Regions from separate parts of the Bombyx mori genome. Here region 1 is linked to region 2. A link is a contact called in public Hi-C data. All regions are on one chromosome and are shown on one strand. Each heading gives the region's core, a stretch centred on a gene start, on an enhancer-like site or on the middle of the called end of the contact. The rest is flanking DNA. Distances are from core to core; before and after follow the strand shown. Region 1 overlaps LOC100302603 (enhancer of split mbeta-2). Region 2 holds the start of E(spl)mbeta (enhancer of split mbeta).

The links. Hi-C and Micro-C count contacts between places; a contact is called where the count stands out from the background.
Region 1: a contact with region 2 is called in a Hi-C map of posterior silk gland, with 1.7 times the contacts expected there. The contact joins the enhancer-like site here to the promoter of E(spl)mbeta in region 2. A contact is called at or near these places in 2 of 7 Hi-C or Micro-C datasets (posterior silk gland and whole pupa).

Annotation. Positions count from the first base shown.
Region 1 is chr3:10,127,565-10,131,048 of ASM3026992v2, forward strand. The region is part of intron 1 of LOC100302603 (enhancer of split mbeta-2); the gene reads left to right. Among protein-coding and RNA genes, the nearest start is that of E(spl)malpha, 12 kb to the right of the region's middle. Within about 2 kb of position 1,942, at least 8 of the 8 cell types and tissues checked have open chromatin away from gene starts, as enhancers often do.
Region 2 is chr3:10,071,350-10,074,962 of ASM3026992v2, forward strand. It overlaps E(spl)mbeta (enhancer of split mbeta), which reads right to left and starts at 2,080. Exons shown (of 1, transcript NM_001170995.1): 1 at 1,056-2,080. The coding sequence starts at 2,039. The coding sequence ends at 1,434. The region is part of intron 1 of LOC100302603 (enhancer of split mbeta-2); the gene reads left to right.

The DNA.
Region 1 (3,484 bases), core at 692-3,191, 56 kb after region 2:
TTAATTAGATATTCTTTTAATAATGAACTTGTAATTGTAATTATTGTCTACAAAAAACAAACAGCTACTAAACACGATTAAACGCTATTAATCGGTAGAAGTTTCTATGGGAAGGTTTTTTTCAAAACTAAATAGAAAAATTTTATGTAAAAAAAAACCGTAGACCGATTATCATTTTCATACAATCGTATATCTTTTAAAGGTCACGCGTGATACCATTCAATGTACACACACCGTGCATTATTCAATATTGAAGAAACTCTTCGCTATTGCATTCCGTAAAGACGTAAACGACGCGCAATAAACACGAAAAAATACAGCTCAACACTTTAAAAATAAGGCTTAAATTACCTTGTCGGTGATGACGAAAAATAAGACATTTACAAAACTTAGTAATAAAGGAGCAGGCTACAGTAATGTGGCACCTTTTGTTATGAACGTTAAGGACTATAATAAATTTTAGGCGTAGCGTGTATCGTAAGCCAGGAAGCGCATTGTTAGGTCACGTTCTCACAGCTCCCCTTTTCTTTGAGGGGGGAATAAATAATTGTAGTTTTTTTTTCTGTCGCATATGGCCAAGGAAGCGTATTTTGTGCGATTCGGTTCCCACGGCTCGCCCCTCGCCTATCGAGGTCAAGAAAAAATACGTGCCAGTATAATAATGTGGGGGTTTCTTTTGTAAAAGCAATGCACGCAACTAGGTTTAAGTATGGACTTGTGAAAAGTGAGGTTGTTGTTGAGACGTTTTTTTTGTTGTTGATGATAATTCGATTTCGCTGCTTGTGGAATGTAATAGATTTAAAATATATATATATATATCATTATATTTAATTCTACGAAAGAAATCAACGTTTATGATTCATTTTCTTAATGCTAATCAACTATTTGTGAAATAGTTCGTTGAAGATTTAGATTTTAATTTTTTCACAGAATTATCAATTACTTAATTTTGGACTAGGTTAATAATACTGTTACATTAATGTAGCTATGTATTTATATTAAAATTAAATAAAAAAAGGATTTACTAAATCTAATCATAACATACTGATCACTATTATAAAAGGTATTCTTTGAAATAGTTATCTGTACTTATTACACAATAATACTCGTATAGGAAAAATATTATAGATGCTTATATGTTTTTTCAAAAGAATTCCAATTACGAAATTTATAATTCTAACAAAAAGGAAGCCCAGAGATACCTATAAAAACCTTTATCGACAAAAAAAGTATTGCACCTTTTCTAAGGCGTTCTATATTTGAAACTGGCCGCGTTCCCACGATCGCTCGCGACAGTTGTGCGCTAACCCCTAGAGTGCCCGCGATAAACAGTTTTTTTTTTCTTTAAGTTGATATTGGTACGTCAAAGGAGGTTTTGATATATTTTATTGGGCTCGTTACCATCTTTACATTCATGAAGTATATTAATCAAAGGAATCGATACTTGTCGTGTAAGTTTTCAGGAACCAGTTTTCGTGAGTTTCAGTTAAGTTAAATTATAAATAAATCTTCAAGAATTTTTTTACATATTTACAGTTAATTGAATACTTAAAAACTTAATGTCTAATCTTGACGTATGTTTGTCTGTGGACTTTAGATAGTTTGTTTACGGTTTACGGAGTCACATCGTAAATTCGAAGAGATAAAAAAAGAACGCAATTCATAAAAATATTTTTTTCACGCGTACTTGTGCTGTGAGTAATCTCACACAGTCAATCAATAAAGGGCATGTGCATAAACGAATTAATCGTGGTAAAAAGCTTCACGTCAATATGGACCGTGTTCCCGTTGCCTTACAGTTGAATCTCGATGACTAGTTTACCTCGCATGAATGTCGTTGTGAAAAGAGCTTTATTTTTGAGAGGATTAGTTTGATTTTCGAATGAAGTAGGTTAAGCGTTGACAGTTGAGAACGCACATTGCGCTTACGCGATCTCGCAGGGCCCTGTTCCCACGATCCACGCGACATATGGCGCGCGTGGTGCACTTACGCGAGACCAACGGTGACGCGTGCACAAAAAATATCGGACTCAACGGATCTATGGGATGACGGTCTCAGATAAACTCATTAGGAAACCGGAGTCTTCGTTTCTTACGTATTGCCGGCATCACTTTCATTAAACGCATTAGTTGTATACAAGTTTAAACAAAAAAAACAATCCTTTCGTTTCATTTTCAATAATTTGGTTTTACTGTACGGCCCGCTGAGTTTCGCGTCAGATCTTCGAAGTGGGTCGCGTTTCCGATCCGGTGGTAGATTCTGCGAAACTAGGGCTAGTGTTAGCAATATTCCCGGCTTGAGTCCCGTGAGCTCACCTACACGTCAAGGAGAAGCTGAAATAGCTTCTCAAGGCTATCAAGGCAAAGGTAGGAAAAAAAAACTGTACGTCAAAACCCGTTTCTTGTTTGAGAATGAATTATGCACGCAATTTGTCGTGTTTATCAGAAATTCTACGATCCGACAACGGCTCATAGCGCGCATTGTAAATTTTAGAATACATCAATAGATTTAAGTTGAAGAGTTAAGTGATTCGAAATTAGAATATTTCGTGTGTAGTATGTTTTTTAGCGCATGGGGCAGGTGGCGCGAGCAACTGTCGTCGTTCCCACGGCCCGCGGCCGGCTGCCTACGTCTCGTCTCCTCGCGAGACCGTGTCATGATTGCCAATTAAGATTTTTTTTTTATTGTAATACTAGTAGATTCCTGTGACTCTGATCGTGGTTGAAAAAAAAAAAACAACAAACACGACGATTATTACAAAATTCAAAATTCAAAATCATTTATTTCAACTTAGATGTTAGTATAACACACTTGTTGAATGTCAAAATATAAATAACAATGTTAACTCTACCACATGAAGTGTGAGTGTATTTTTATTGTAACAAAAATATTTTTATAAATCAGTATGAATACTTCTTTAATCTATGCTACAGGTTACTTTTCAATATATATTTTTTGTTATGTAACAGTCGGACTGTTTCCTTTTACTATAGTTAATAACTTGTTCCTTTTTCAAATGATGAGATGTATCTATTAACCGGCCAGTTTTATCATCCACATTCTGTATTAGGACTTCATTATTCCAATACTTTATAGACGGATGAATTGAAATGTAAATTTTTCGTTTAACAGCTCTAATGATGTTGCCAATACTAGTTCTGCCTGGGAACCTTGTCACTTGTTTTTCATGTTATCCATTATGAACACTACCTACGTGCAATTTATTAAATACACCTATGTTATAAAATAAGTTAGCGGATTCAACGTTGGCAGATAAGTTTGTAGGTGCGGGCATGTTGACATTTTGAGACTTTTTTTTGTAAAGTATATACGGTATACATTGCGTTCGAGAAGATTCGATTATGCTTATTGAAAACGAGTACGATAACTCGAAGCTTAATTTAGAAATTCTTGTGAAATTTCGGAATGTTAACTTGTGTGTTGAATTTTAATTTTATTTTCAATGTATCGCTAGTAGGTACC
Region 2 (3,613 bases), core at 830-3,329:
GTGCCCTTATGGTAAAGACGGTATTGGATATAGGTAGGTACCGAGAATTGCCCGGAATCTGTCATTTAGTATACGAAAAATGTTTTAATCTAGGCTATAAATTATTATTGGGCCAAATTTTATCCAAATCTGTTAAGCCATTTTTTCACAATTAAGTAACATAAATCGAAAAATATATTATATAATTTTAGTAACAATATTTATTTATTTATTCTGCTGATATTTATGAGCGATGTTGACTATTTACCATCACGAAGGTCTTATGCTGCTTGTAATAGCAATTGAAAAATATAGATAAATCTAAAAATGATTGCGTATATAGAACAAAACATAAATTGAAAAAAAAAATCACAATGTTTGAAAATTTGCGTTGACATCCGATTTTTAGATCTGATATTGTGATTCATTTTTAGAATGTCTCTAAGCTAGCATGTGTTAGTCAGCAAGCAAACGCTAATTGTGTTTATAAGCACGTGTTGCTAAGTATGCAACTGTCAAACTATCACAATCGTTCGCTTGAAGGTTTCGTGAATCTCGCATAATTATTTCCGTGATGACGCATGACGTGCGGTTAATGTTTAAAGATATGCCTACCGGTTGTAAACACGTTTGGCTTTCTACGCGATTCAGAATTCAAATGTAGCGCGATAAGTAAGTAAATTGTACGTCTAGTTGTGGAAAGATTATATCATGTAAGTAGCGCGAGTCAATAGCTCCGAGATGTAAACAGGAAAGTTACTCACACGCGCGGCGCCGACTTCAGTGTCAGAGGTTCGCGGGCGCCCTTAACCTCTTTCACGGCTTATCTCGCGAGATTTGACTCGTGATTTGTTTGTTTAGTTGATTGTTGACCTGCTGCTATATTTAGACCCGACAGATTGTCCTGTCTAAATTTCAATAGCTCTGCAATTGAAAATTTCCGAAAACGATACTAATTTGTATACCTATCTATACAAAAACCTTCAATCGAAATATAAATAAGTAAATGATATTGGTTTAATGATAATTTGAATGCAGGATGTTACGAGGACGAAGTTTAATGAAATGCAGTAAATGTGGTAAAAGATAATATTTTTATTAACGTATTATTATGTATTTTGTTCACATAAATGTGAAATCTTTTAACGATAAAATATAACAATGCGAACTTATCATGGTTCGATACAACATACAACATTTCTTATACATTATCTACCTATTACTCTTTTAATATCACAAATTAACTTAGATACTAAATTTTTAATTAAAGCTTTCAAGTTTGGACTTACGAGCTAAGATTTATAACCTACGCTGACTGTGAGATCTAATTTATATTTTCACATGAAACACTAAACTTAAGGGTGGGCGGACATAAGGGCGCGAGCGACTCCGAGCGGTGCTGGAACAGATGTGACCGCGGAGCCGGGTCCGCCGGCTCCATCCGGCACCGTAGTCTACCAGGGCCGCCACACAGCCGATGCTTTGGGCAGTGAGGTGTTCATGCTGCAGTCCAATGGAGTTGCTGTCTGTAGAGGCATCGGTGACGCCGGAGGAGATGGGCTCACGTAACCAGACGATGAAGAAACAGTCGAGAGAGCAGGGCTGGGAGGGCTTGCTGGTGGAGTTTCAGTGCCAGCGGCTGCTCGCTGCATTTCGTTCAGTCTGTGCCCGAGGTGGGTCATTAGTTGAGTGCCCAACCTCACGTCCACACCAGGAATTGAAGCCAGACAGCGGGAAACTTCGTTGGCGGCGTGAGTAAATCCAGCTCTGAAGCGATCCACATCCACGGTAGGGTTGAGTGACAAGCGACGCTGGCGTCTCAGCTTGTGAAGATGGCGAACGGTCAGTTCCAAGATATCAGCTTTTTCCAATTTGGCTACATTCTCTCCTTCAGATTGTAGAGCGCTGACCATCAGCTCCTTGAGTTCGTCGAGGCAGCGGTTGATGCGAGCGCGCCTCTTGCGCTCAAGCATCGGTTTCATCACTTTGCGATATTGATAAGTGCGCGAGACTGGCTGCGGACCGTCTTCCGCGACCGAATACGCGATCTCGTATGACATGTTGAATGTATGTGTGTCGTGAGTAAGAGCGTACGTTTGCGAAGAGCGTAGAACGCGGAATGCAGTATGGCGGTCGAGCGGGGGCTTATATAGGGAGTGGAGGGCGCACGATCGTGGGAACGCTGAGAGCCGTCGAGTTCCCACACGCGCCACCTGTGCGGAGCAGCTGCCGCCGGGGCGCGGGGGGACACGCGCCGCGCGTGCGCCTCGTAAACAATCGCCGCCGCGAGCGCACGCCGCGACGCCTCACCTCCCTAATTGACGTACAGATTCGCTTGCTACCGGTCATCTAAGTGTAGCTCAGATCATTCCAGCCACGTCTAGACCTCAAACAGAACTGTGGCTGTTTAAGCAATGATGTACTTACTGTACTTTTGTTGACGAAAAACTGGTTTTATTAACAACGGTGTTCGTTTATCATTTTCGAAATTTATTTCCTATTCTTCGTTAAACATATTAGTAGCCTTTAGCAGTTTTTAAATCGCCATTAATTTATCACCGATTAATTTAATTTATAAATTTATAACTTCACAGTCTGTAAGCAAGGCCAAGGGAAACGACTCCTAATTATGTCGAAAGTAAGTGCCCACTTATTTTATCGTTCCACATGCGTTTATCAATCAACCATTTCTCCATCGAGTTAAGTTTCATTACATCACGCGTGCATTTAATTAAAGTTATATCTAATTAATACTGGGGATTTGTGTACTGTCGCAACATAATATTATCGATCGGTCGGCTTTAGAGAGAGCTGCTTTACAATGGGCCCGCGTCAATTAAACTTCGATCTGGCTACTGTTGGCGTTCATCAATCACGGATTACTCTCCGTAATAATTATTGACAGGCAACAACAGCCGCAGCGCCTTAAATGAGCCGTTGCTTAATGACTTATAGTTCAAATAGTTTTGCAACGGCCTTCTGATTGAGCTTATATTGTATTCAATAAATCAGTTATGTTTGGCTTAGTCGCGAACGTTCCATTTTATTATTTGCATATGACCACCAAAGTGACCACATTAGTCATGTCGTACAACGTCATTTGTCGATCCAGAAACCAATGATCAAATTTTAGCATGGTTATAAAATATTTATACTTATGAAACATATATATTTATGGATTTGACAAAAATGTTGGCAAACAAATATTTGTTAGCTGTATGTCATTTTGATATAATGTTTATTAGAGCACATATTACTTTACCGCTTTATGTAAAAGTCTGAAAAAAATTAAACTTGTATAATTATGTGTTAAGCCAGAAATGCGCTCCATCGTATTTCATTGAAATTCTCTTAACAAGTAGGTACCTACTCACTTCGGTGGCATGGTCTGCTGATGGAGCCGGAAGCCATAAACCGAGATAGCTCTATTTTCGTTCTTTTTTTAATTCAAATAAATTATTTTGAATAAATCAATATAACGAAAATGATTCGGTAAACTTTCAACGGTGTTTAGGTATTAGATGTTTTTTTTTGGTAGACTCTGCTTGTGTGAATCAAACGCACACACGGGCCGGCGTAGAACTTCTGTCGAGTGTCGGTATATAAAAAGTATTGAATGAATTTCTTATGCCCT